Linked DNA regions of Mus musculus: region 2 is linked to region 1. A link is a contact called in public HiChIP or PLAC-seq data. All regions are on one chromosome and are shown on one strand. Each heading gives the region's core, a stretch centred on a gene start, on an enhancer-like site or on the middle of the called end of the contact. The rest is flanking DNA. Distances are from core to core; before and after follow the strand shown.

What was found. HiChIP or PLAC-seq counts read pairs in DNA pulled down with a chosen protein or histone mark.
Region 2: a contact with region 1 is called in a FOXA1 HiChIP or PLAC-seq map of pancreatic cancer cells. The contact joins two enhancer-like sites. A contact is called at or near these places in 1 of 115 datasets of contacts at active chromatin or transcription factors (pancreatic cancer cells) and 1 of 9 other capture datasets (adipose tissue).

What each region holds. Positions count from the first base shown.
Region 1 is chr7:144,445,011-144,450,182 of GRCm38.p6, forward strand. It overlaps Cttn (cortactin), which reads right to left. Exons shown (of 18, transcript NM_007803.5): 12 at 4,550-4,605; 13 at 793-862. Among named protein-coding and RNA genes, the nearest start is that of Gm34561, 16 kb to the left of the region's middle. Within about 2 kb of position 2,276, at least 76 of the 459 cell types and tissues checked have an H3K27ac peak or open chromatin away from gene starts, as enhancers often do. A contact at or near this core is called in pancreatic cancer cells, where this site is marked.
Region 2 is chr7:145,138,319-145,143,490 of GRCm38.p6, forward strand. No RefSeq gene overlaps it. Among named protein-coding and RNA genes, the nearest start is that of Gm45181, 26 kb to the right of the region's middle. Within about 2 kb of position 2,548, at least 29 of the 459 cell types and tissues checked have an H3K27ac peak or open chromatin away from gene starts, as enhancers often do. A contact at or near this core is called in pancreatic cancer cells, where this site is marked.

The DNA.
Region 1 (5,172 bases), core at 1,026-3,525:
TGGGCCTTCGAGCTCACATAGCTTCCCTGAGAGCATCCTCTGCCCTGCCTAGCACAGTCATTCCTGTTCCCTAGTAAGCCCTGAGCATGTAGGAGAAGCCCGTGGTCCTCACAATGCCACCCTGCTCAGCAACCTGACACAGACTAATTGCAAATTGCATTTTCCGTGCAAGCACCTCAGTCTCACTGCTTTAAAAGCATCCTGTTTACTCTTTCTTTCCTCTTTCTGAGACAGGGTCTCACTCTATAGTTGAAGCTGGTCCAAGCCTCAGTACGTAACCCAGGCTGATCTTGAACTTGTGGCAATCCTCCTGCCTCAGTCTCCCAAACGCTGAGATGATGTCATATCCCACCATACCTGGACCCTTGTAAATGTGAGACACAGAAGATATCAATAAAACAAGTGGTGCCTCCAGAGGCCTTTGCAAAAGGTGCTGATGGCTTTCATAATGGACCCAAGAACTGATCCTGTGTCTTCAGTGGCCAATGGTCACCACCTCCTGATGTGCTTTGAAATTTCTATCCTATATACAAATGCACTCTCTAGATGATTCTCACTCCTCACAAACCCAGTAGACACCTGAAAGGACATGTTTCTGAGCCACTGGTCAAAGCTGTGGGTGAGAGAAGTAGGCTCAGGGCATACACGTAGGCTGCTCTCAGAACCTGGTCTCCAGCACCTCTCACCAATACCCCACAGGTAAGGCCTTCCCCTCAGTCATGCCTGGGGCACCACGGGGCACCAACACTGTACCCCACATAGCCACAGTGCTTTCAGACTGCCAGGACTCACCGGCCTCAATGGGGACAGTCTTCTGATAGGCAGATGGCACCTGGACCACTTCTTCAAAGGTGGATGCATTCTATGGAGACAGAGAGGAATCAGGGAGTACTATCCCCGCTCCTTCACAGCCAGGGCAGCTGTAACCTAGAGAATATGGGCCTTCCCCAGCTTTCAAAACACCCCCACAACAGAGAGCTCTTGCCCCATCCTGCACTCCACAGTCACTGGGTCTCGGCTCCCCTTCCACAGACATACTGATGATCCTGCAGGTGCATGCTCCTGAACTTAGACCATGAGTCATTGTGAGGCTCTGTGGGTCACAGGGTCACCTTACCAGGCCCCTCCTTGCTCTTCTGTAGGCTCTCTCAGCTTCCCACACCTCAACCATGCTTACAGGCTCCAGAATTACTCTGGTAGGGACAGAGGAAGTCAGTGGCCGACCTAAGCATGGGCTGACAGGTCTCTTGACACCAACAACAGCCCTAGCCATGTGGCTTCTAAAAAGAACCTCAGGGTTCAGGACATTCACTAGTCCCAACACATACCACACGAAGGGAGACTGAAGGTGGTCCAGGGGCCTCTCCCCAGTGAAAGTAGTGTCCTTCAACTACGTTGATTCCAATGGGCTACTCTCAGTGTGACCTGCCCCACCAGCCCCTGTCCATCTCCCTTCCACAGGGAAGCTGAGACCATGGGAGATGAACCCTGCCTGATCTCCCATAAGCCACTCTCAGCTGAGGGCCCTCAGAGCTGGGCCCACCTTAGCTGCTCTCACCACCCCTTTTCTTCTTCCCAGACACCCCGCCCCTAAACCTGACCCTAGCCTGCTCTTTCAGAACAACCCTCACCTAGCTGTTTAGGAGGCTCCTGTCTGATCTGCAATTGCCTGGAGGAGCCCTGATCCATCTCCACACCCTCTGCTCCCTTCTCTCACTCCTGCCTTCCAGATCACAACACCCCCTTTTTTCTAAAGTGTGCTGGGGTAACACCTAGGGCCTTCCCAACCCTAAGCCAGCCTCACCTCTGAGGCTCGCTCAGCCCCAGTCCAGCTTCTTGATCGCAATTCCACTTTCCTGAGTCTCCCCCCGTCCTCAGCCCTTGATCCATCCTGCCAAGTCAGCCCTCACTCTGGCCCTTTCTCCACAGAACCTGGCTCTGGAGCCCAAGGGTGGCCACTCTTGTCCGTGGACAACTTGCAGCTGCCCAAGGCACCACAGAGGAACACTTTTCCTGTCCAGGAGAGGACAGGCTGGTATCGAGGTTACCACCTTATCCTAGTCACTATCGGGATGAACACTGCTCTCAGAACAGCCTCGTGGCATAGCTGGGCCTTGATCCTGCCCACAGTTCCCTGGGCATCTCCATAGGACAATAGACAGGGAGAGAATGGCCATGCCTGGCTGGCAGGAGGTGGGGAGACGAGACAATGCTAACCACATCATTTCCTGACTACGAGTGCACAAGGTCAGTGGTCGCCATCTTTACCATCACTGTTAACCACAGACACCACAACTTCCTCAATGCCAGCCTCTGACTAACACACTTAGTTCCTTATGTCTTCTGCAACAGGGCTCTCAGCCACCACACACCTGGTCTCCTGCCACCTTACCCAGCCTCCTTGCTCAGTCTATTCCAACTGGCAGAGGTAAAACCCTGAGGGGTGCCCCTCAGCATGCTGCATGGCCCTCCCCTGCCACTGAGGCAGCCTTGCAGCATCCTGGCTGCCTAAGGCCTTATCACTCTCATCTTCTCTACCCAAGTCCCCCAACTCTGCAAGCCTCCACCACTGCCTGGAATCACACCAAGCCCGCCCTCTGCTCTGTCGAGTGCTGGGTTACAGGTGTGTGCAGCTGTGCCCGGACTCAGGCTCCTTCAGTAAAGGCTGAATGTTCCATAGGCTTCCCCCACAGCAGGAAATAGAATCGCCACCCTCACTCTTCCATATCTGCAATGACCTTGTTCCCAAAGCAGGCTCCTGTCCCATCCTCTGCTTTGTCACTGACCATCTGCCCTCAAACCTCAGCCCAGGGACCAGTGAGAGGGTTCACTGGGTAGAGGCACTTGCCTCCAAGCCCAGTGTCCCGAGTTCAAACCCTGGGACCCACATGGTAGAAACCAACTCACACAAGCTGTCCTTTGACTACCAAGTATACTTGGTGGCACATACACATATACATGCATACACACAATGAGTTTGTTTTTGTTTTGGAGACAGGGTTTCTCTGTAAAGGCCTGGCTATCCTGAAACTCTCTGTAGATCAGACTGGCCTTGAACTCAGGGATCTGCCTGCCTCTGCAACCTGAGTACTGGGATTCAAGGTGTGCACACCACCTGACTACATATCATCATTCTTAAACTCAGTTCATCTTGCTTCCTCAGGGCCAGTTAGCACAAGCCACCAGCTTTGCTCTAGGGGTCTCCTGTGAGATACCCTGGTGACCTGGGAGATGCCCAGGATGAAGCCAACCACAGTGAGCTGAGTCTAAAGGAAGAACAACTCAGGGGATGACCCAGGCACGCCATGTGTGACCACAGTCAAGGGCAGGAAGGAACATTGGCATCTGTGCAGTTGAGAGTATGCAGCTCACCTCAGGCAGAGGAAAGCAGCCCCTGCCAGACCACTGGAGAACCCACAGAGCTGTCTAGCAATAGCTTTCCCCACCACTGGCTGACATACTAGAAAAACAACTTTCACCAGCTCACAGCTGACCTTACAGGGTTCTGGAACTGATTAAAAGCAACAACAGGCTGATGAGGGGATCTGGAGAGAAGGAGCAATCTGTTACCACAGGAACACGCTTTCATGACTAAAAGACAAAGCTGGACAGGATGGCACTGGCCACCAATGCCAGACCCCGAAGGCCGAGGCAGAAGCACCTCAAGTCCCAGGCCTGCCTGGGTGGCACAGCAGGACCCTATCTGAAGGAAAAAGTGAAAAAGGGCAGGCTAAGGCCCAGGATGTCCCAGGTGCTGGCCCACTGCAACAAGACTAGTAAGTAGTCCAGTTCCCCCGTCTGTGGTAACAGACAGTGACTAAATGTGGCCACTAAGCAATTCTGAGAACTGGTTTTTGCCTGGCTTTCTGCTAATAATTAAAAGTTCAAGCCAGGCAGTAGTGGCGCACACCTTTAATCCCAGCACTCGGGAGGCAGAAGCAGGCAGATTTCTGAGTTTGAGGCCAGCCTGGTCTACAGAGTGAGTTCCAGGACAGCCAGGGCTATACAGAGAAACCCTGTCTCGAAAAAACAAAACAAAAAAAAAACAAACAAACAAACAAAAAAAAAGTTCAAATAGTCAGGCTGGAGAGATGGCTCAGAGGTTAAAAGCACTTGCTGGCTGCTCTTCCAGAGGTCCTGAGTTCAATTCCCAGCACCACATGGTGGTTCATAACCATCTATAATGGGATCTGGTGCCCTCTTCTGGTGTGCAGGCACACATGCAAGCAGAACACTGTATACGTAATAAATAAAGCGTCAGAAAAAAAAAAAAGGTCAAATAGGTCCCAAGACCCTTGTATCAAGTGCCTCAATTTCACCCAAGATCCCTCCTGCTAACTGCTGTGCTGTGACCAAGTACTCAGCTTGGTTGGCCTCAGCCCCACATGTGAAACAGAATGAACCCACAGTGTGCCACATGAGGTATGCAGGGTTCCCAGGTGGCCACTCCAGAGCCATGGAATGATATACCTAATGTCACTGGACAGACCTCCATGTAGTGAGCCAACGGCCCTCGGAAGACATCCCCACCATGGCTCACCAGTCTTACCTTGTCCATCCGATCCTTCTGCACCCCATACTTCCCGCCGAATCCTTTGGCATAGTCTAAAAGGTGGTAAAGGTGAGACTTACGTGAGGCTGAGGATGGGCGAGCAGTGGCAGGCACATGCGCATGGATCCACAAACAGCCCGGGGACACAGACCAGAGCGGAGGGACGTGAAAGCTGCCCGAGGACAGGCTCTCCTGGCAGAGCCAGCTGTCTAACCACAGTGCCCAGTGCAGGCAGGGAGTAGGAGAGGTGTGGGCATGCTTCCAGGAATGGGGACAGGGAGGGGATGGGCGGCAGGCCAGCGGGAAGGAAGCCAAGGAGGGAGGACACAGGACAGGCCTTTGCAGTGCACACTTCTATAGCACAGTCTTCGCACCAGCCAGGGCCTTATTCTCATCTGCTTCCTGGGCGCCTGCTCTACTGGGCACTAATTAGAGGCCCCATCGTGGTTTGTTCTCTTGCTTTTTAAAAGAAAAAACAAAAAACAAAACAAAACAAAAACTCTGTGTGGAAATGCCACCAGACAAGTATGTCTGTTGCTGCCACACACAAACACATGAAAGTGACAGTCATGCAGCCTTGACATCACAGGAACCAATGGCCACCTCCACACAATCTGCTG
Region 2 (5,172 bases), core at 1,298-3,797, 690 kb after region 1:
TCTAAAGGGCAAGGTAAAGGAGGATTGCTAATCCCACCAGTCAAGAATAAGACCACTACTGTAATTATGAGCCAAATTTGAAGCAAGCTTTAATTAAATATTAGCCAGGACTCTGGCCAGGTCATTCCTGGGTTCCCAGAAAATGGTGACCCCATAAAGTCACAGTATTTTTCAAGTCCAATCAGGGGAAGGCATACATCCTGGCATCTTTCCTGCCTATGTATCTCCAGCCTACATGTGATCAAGTATATCCAGTGCAGTTGGGTCAAACAAATTTGGGGGCGGGGGATGGAAACACATGGCGTGTTATATTCCATAAACATTAGCCTCCAGCATTTCAGGAGATATCTGTCCTTGGGTAGGGGAGTGGGGCTTACAAGTTAGAGGCATTTTTGTTCCATGGATCTCTTAAGCACAGTAGTTAAAAATTAGAACATAACTTTGGCTCTCACAGGATCACCACAGCAGACAATGAGTGGGAGAGGTAGGCCTCTCTGGGAATACGATGCCTTAGTAAACTCCAGTGGGTCTGGAAGCTCACTGCTACCATCTTGCTATTTACGAACCCTGCAGCCTCACTCTTGGACCAGCTCTACCTACTGACTGCTGTTTCCCTTGCGGGCCAGATGTTCTGTATTCCTGGGGTCTCTGTCATAGCTTAGGCTCCATCATATAGCTCCATATACACTCTTTCAGGGAGAAGGGACCTGCTCGCAGGGATTCTGGCCCCGCCACTCCCAAGTCTTCCTTTGAAACTTGGGTACAACCCCCCATTCTCCCTTCACCCTTGCTTTCTGCAAAACCAGTGTGATGAGAACAATGTCAAGGTCACCACCAGTATAGTAGCAGCCAGACCTCTGTAGACCACAAGTGCAGCAGCCTCCTAGTGCCTGTGTCTCTGAGCACAGTGAAATGAATCATGGGCAAACAACTTTCCAGGCAGCTGTGTGTGAGCAAGGTGCCTCCTGGGTGCACTCTTCTCAAGGAAAAGCCTGGGATGGGTGGGGTCCAGCTAATTCCTGAGACGCCCTTAAGACATCTTTGCTATTGTCCTGATTCAAAGTACTTGACTTCTTTTTAAAGATGCTAATCTCTTTAACAACCACACCCTACTTGTATAAAACTTTGAATGCTCTCATTTTCTGGCCAAACTCTACAGTTTTTAAACCTGCCCTTCTTTCCAACTCTCATTGCGCTCTCTTTGCTCTCTCTCTCTCTCTCTCTCTCTCTCTCTCTCTCTCTCTCTCTCTCTCTCTCTCTCTCTCTCTCTTCAGTGTAAAGCTGGCTAAACACAGTATGCAATGTCCATGCCACAGCCACACACCACACTGCCTTAAAAAGTCCTTCCTCTGAGCTAGTGTTTAAAATTCAACCTCACTCAAAATGTCACGTTTCAGTGAGGAATAATTCCTCCACATTATGTGAAGGGCCACTTGTCCAATCCCAGGGACTCCTGTTCCCATCTGAAACCTCATGAGTCTCAGCTCTCTCCATTCCTGTCAGCATCTGATCTTCTGAGCTTTCGCAAGATCGTTGCAGTACTCTGGGCTTCCTCTAATCAGCAGCTCTAACCTCTTTTAGATTGATTTAGCAAATTGGTTGCAAAGGCTGATACACAACATGGCCAGGTTTGGTTACAGCATCTGCATTACTTCTCAGCATCAGTTCTTTACACTGGTTATTTTGGGTAGCTTTGACCAAATTGTCCGAGAGCACAGCTTGCAGGGGATGGGAACAATATGTTTTGGCTCATGGTTTCAGGGGGCTCTATTCTATGCATGACTGCTTAGTCTGTGTACTTGGACAGAACATTATGGTAGTAAAAACAAGTGATGGGGAGGCAGTTTGCATCATGGTGGACAGAAAACACAGTGAGAGACAAGAAAGGGCCATGAATCAGATCTCCCAAGGACCCAACTCCTGTGATCTACTTCCTCTAGGTAGATCCCATCTTCCAAAATTTTAGAACCTCTTGAAATAGCACTACCAAGACAAGAGCCCAAGTTCAAAACCAGGACACTATAGACATATGTAGTTGATATAGCCAGGAGGCTTAACAGAAGTCGTGAGTCTCACCAGGGTGCTGCAGGGATGGAGCCTCCTGAGGTAGGTATTCATCACTTGTCTAGAGCACTTTCTCTCTGTGCCCTCTTATGGTTGTCTTCTGAACGCACCCAGGTCCTGTTCTTATAAAGACTAATTTCTCTGGCCTGACACAAAGACCTAACTTTTACCTAACTTCATCAATGGTTCTTTCCAAACATAGTGACAGTGTAGGGAACTGAAGACCAGAACCTCAGCGTGTGAATTGAGGGGTTGGGGGGAAGAACAGTTCTGATCATAGCAACCATGAGAAGTTCCAATGACCTCTCCAGCAGCAGTATGGGATACAGACAGCATGGAACCCTGGGCCACCAGACACATCCTTTCACTGCAGTCTTCAGGTGAGAGGAAAACAACCCCTCACAGCATTAAGCTATTGAGCTGTGAGAGGCTTACTAAGTAAGACTACAAATCCTAGCTCGTCTGACTAATACACCAGAGATGACATCATCACCCACCGTGAGACAAGCACCCAGGCAGACATTACTAATCCACCTTGGCACTGTGCTTGAGGTAGCCAATACCAATGGATGTGTAGAGTATAAGATGGTTAGGACCCCTCTAGCTCACTGTCACCCAGGAACTTAAGCCATCTGAATCTCCCCATCAAATGACACAGACATTATTATCCCCCTTGGGTGTATCTGATATATCCTCCCTTTCTTGCCTTGTGGGTGCTGTGGTGTGGAGTGACCCCCTCCATTTCCTCAGCTGCCTTGTTCCCCCCTCCCCCACTCCACCTCCATGGTTCTGGGAGGTTAAGCTCCCTCTTAGTAGTTTAGTAGAACTGGGTAGAAACTTGTTCCTGGGTAGATGCTGGAGGGGGCACACTGCCCCATGTGAACTCATTTTTTCTCAGGGTGTGCTCAGCCTCAGACCCAGGAAAGACGATTTTACTTTTTGGCTGGGGCTAGAGTCCTGTGTTGGCGGTCAGATCCCTCTCCCCAAGTCTGTCCTAGGGAAGGACCCGCCTGGGACACAGGCTTTAAGCAGACAAACAGAGTGAGCATGACTTTTTACAATGGGGCTTTGATCTGCCTAATGTCACAAGACAGGCTGGGGACAGATGCCAGGCTCTGGTGATTCCTGGTTCCCACAGGAGGGCCCTGTGCAGGTATTCACACGGGGAGTATCTTGGCAGGCCTGGGCCTGGGTCTGTGCCCATCATAATTAGGTTTTGGAAAAAAAATGGTGGGTGAGGTATGTTTGGCTAGGGCTCTGCCTTCCTCCAGCCCCAAGGAAGTGACAGGAGGGAAATGAGGAATGGAGGAAGCTGTCCCCATGGGTGCAGGCTTGGTTGAGGGCTGGGCAGGGGGGGGGGGTCCTCCTGCTGTCAAGTAGTGTGCAAAAGGAATTCTTGTGGTCATGGATGGCAATGGGACACCAAGGTTGGGCTTGCATCCCCGACAATACATACTCTGTCCTTCCCAGTGGAGATCTTTGCCAAGGCACTCAGAGAATGGGCTGCCCCAGAGCCCAGGTGTATCCAAACCACTGACTCTAGAAGCAAGTGAAGAGGCTGGGGCCATAGGGATGTCCACAGAATGTTGGTTTCTCCAGTGCCCATGAATCCTCCAGGGGCCCTTCCTCAGGCTGTCAGGTCACATTATCCTCACCTGTGCTCAGGAACAATGGTCACACCTGGGACTCACTCCCATCCCCAGGCGATGGTCCAGGCGGACACACAGCCCACAGCTCCTGCCTGCAGCTCAGATTTCCCTGGTGGGCTCCCCTGGGACGGTGCAGCCTGGAAAGATAAAGGGATGGTGGTGGGGACATAGGTGGCAGGAAGCTGGTCCCTCTGCAGACTCAGAGCCATCAAAGAGGTTCTTGCCTCTCCTGACCACTGAAGCACCTCTTAGGTGCTGCCCTTTCCTGCCAAGGCCTGCGACAACTCCATACTGGCTTTGTGGGCAGGCGGGCAGTGAAGTCAGCTCTGAGGTGGAGGTACAACTCCGCGTTTAATGCTCATCCAGGACTCACTCAGGGTTAGGGTTACATTCATCATTCAGTCCTCTGTCACCCTCTGGCATCACAACCAGCCTCGCCCACTTCCACTCCACTTGGGAAAACTGAGGCTCAGAGAAGCAAGAATAGGAAGCTATAATAGCCAAGTTGCACTCTCTGTACCTGTATCCATGCCCATGACTGAGCCCTGTACTCTGCCACCTCCACCAACCCAGCACTCTGAGCTCTAGAAGGGGCCTCTTTACACCCCTGGCCTATTCACACCTCCCCTGTGCCCATCTCTGGAGGTAGAGACCAGGGTGCTGTATCCATCATTGTGCCAAAGCTCTCAGGCAGATCTGTCTATGAAATTAACAAGTAATAACTGGACAATAACAGGCTCATTTCCCTGTTTCAGGCACACTCTTGCCTCTCATATGCCTACACCGGCAACGGACGTGGAGAGAAGCTTGCTATTCCCATTTCACAGTTAAACAAATGGAGTCTGCATGTGAGAGGCCCCCGAGGTCCCCGGCTGCTCAGTGGTACCAGGTCATAGGTTTGAAGGAAGAAGAGAAGGGAGAAAGCAACAGGGCTCTTCTGATGCCCCCAGTTGTAACCAGGCCAGCAGAAGTGAGGATAACCTGAGGAGATGCTTGTGAACCTCCATTTAGCTGTGAGACCACTGAAACAACGGAACCCAAGGCATTGGATTTGCCCCAGGAATCTCACACTGGGAAGGGAAAGGCTAAAGCCTGGAGCCAGACAGAGGGGAGCTTGTCTCCCAGAGACCCCCCAGAGTTCTGAGAACTTGTCAGATCACCTTGCAGGAGAGACTGAAGCTGAGACAGTGATGGATCAGTGATGGACAGGACCACACCCTGACCAGGACTCTTAGCTCTGCACTCCTCCTGCCCTCTGTTTAAGCCTGAGCCTTGTATCCAGACCTTGAAAACAGACTTGGGAGTCACTATACCTCTTTGTCCCTCTTCCCAGTGTGTCTGTACTGAATGGCTCTCCTCTCTGCATTCACTATAACTTAGCTGTTTAATTAGCCTATTGATGATGGTGGTGTGGCCGAGCCTGGCTATTTGAGAGTCCAGGGTTCAGGATCCAGTACCA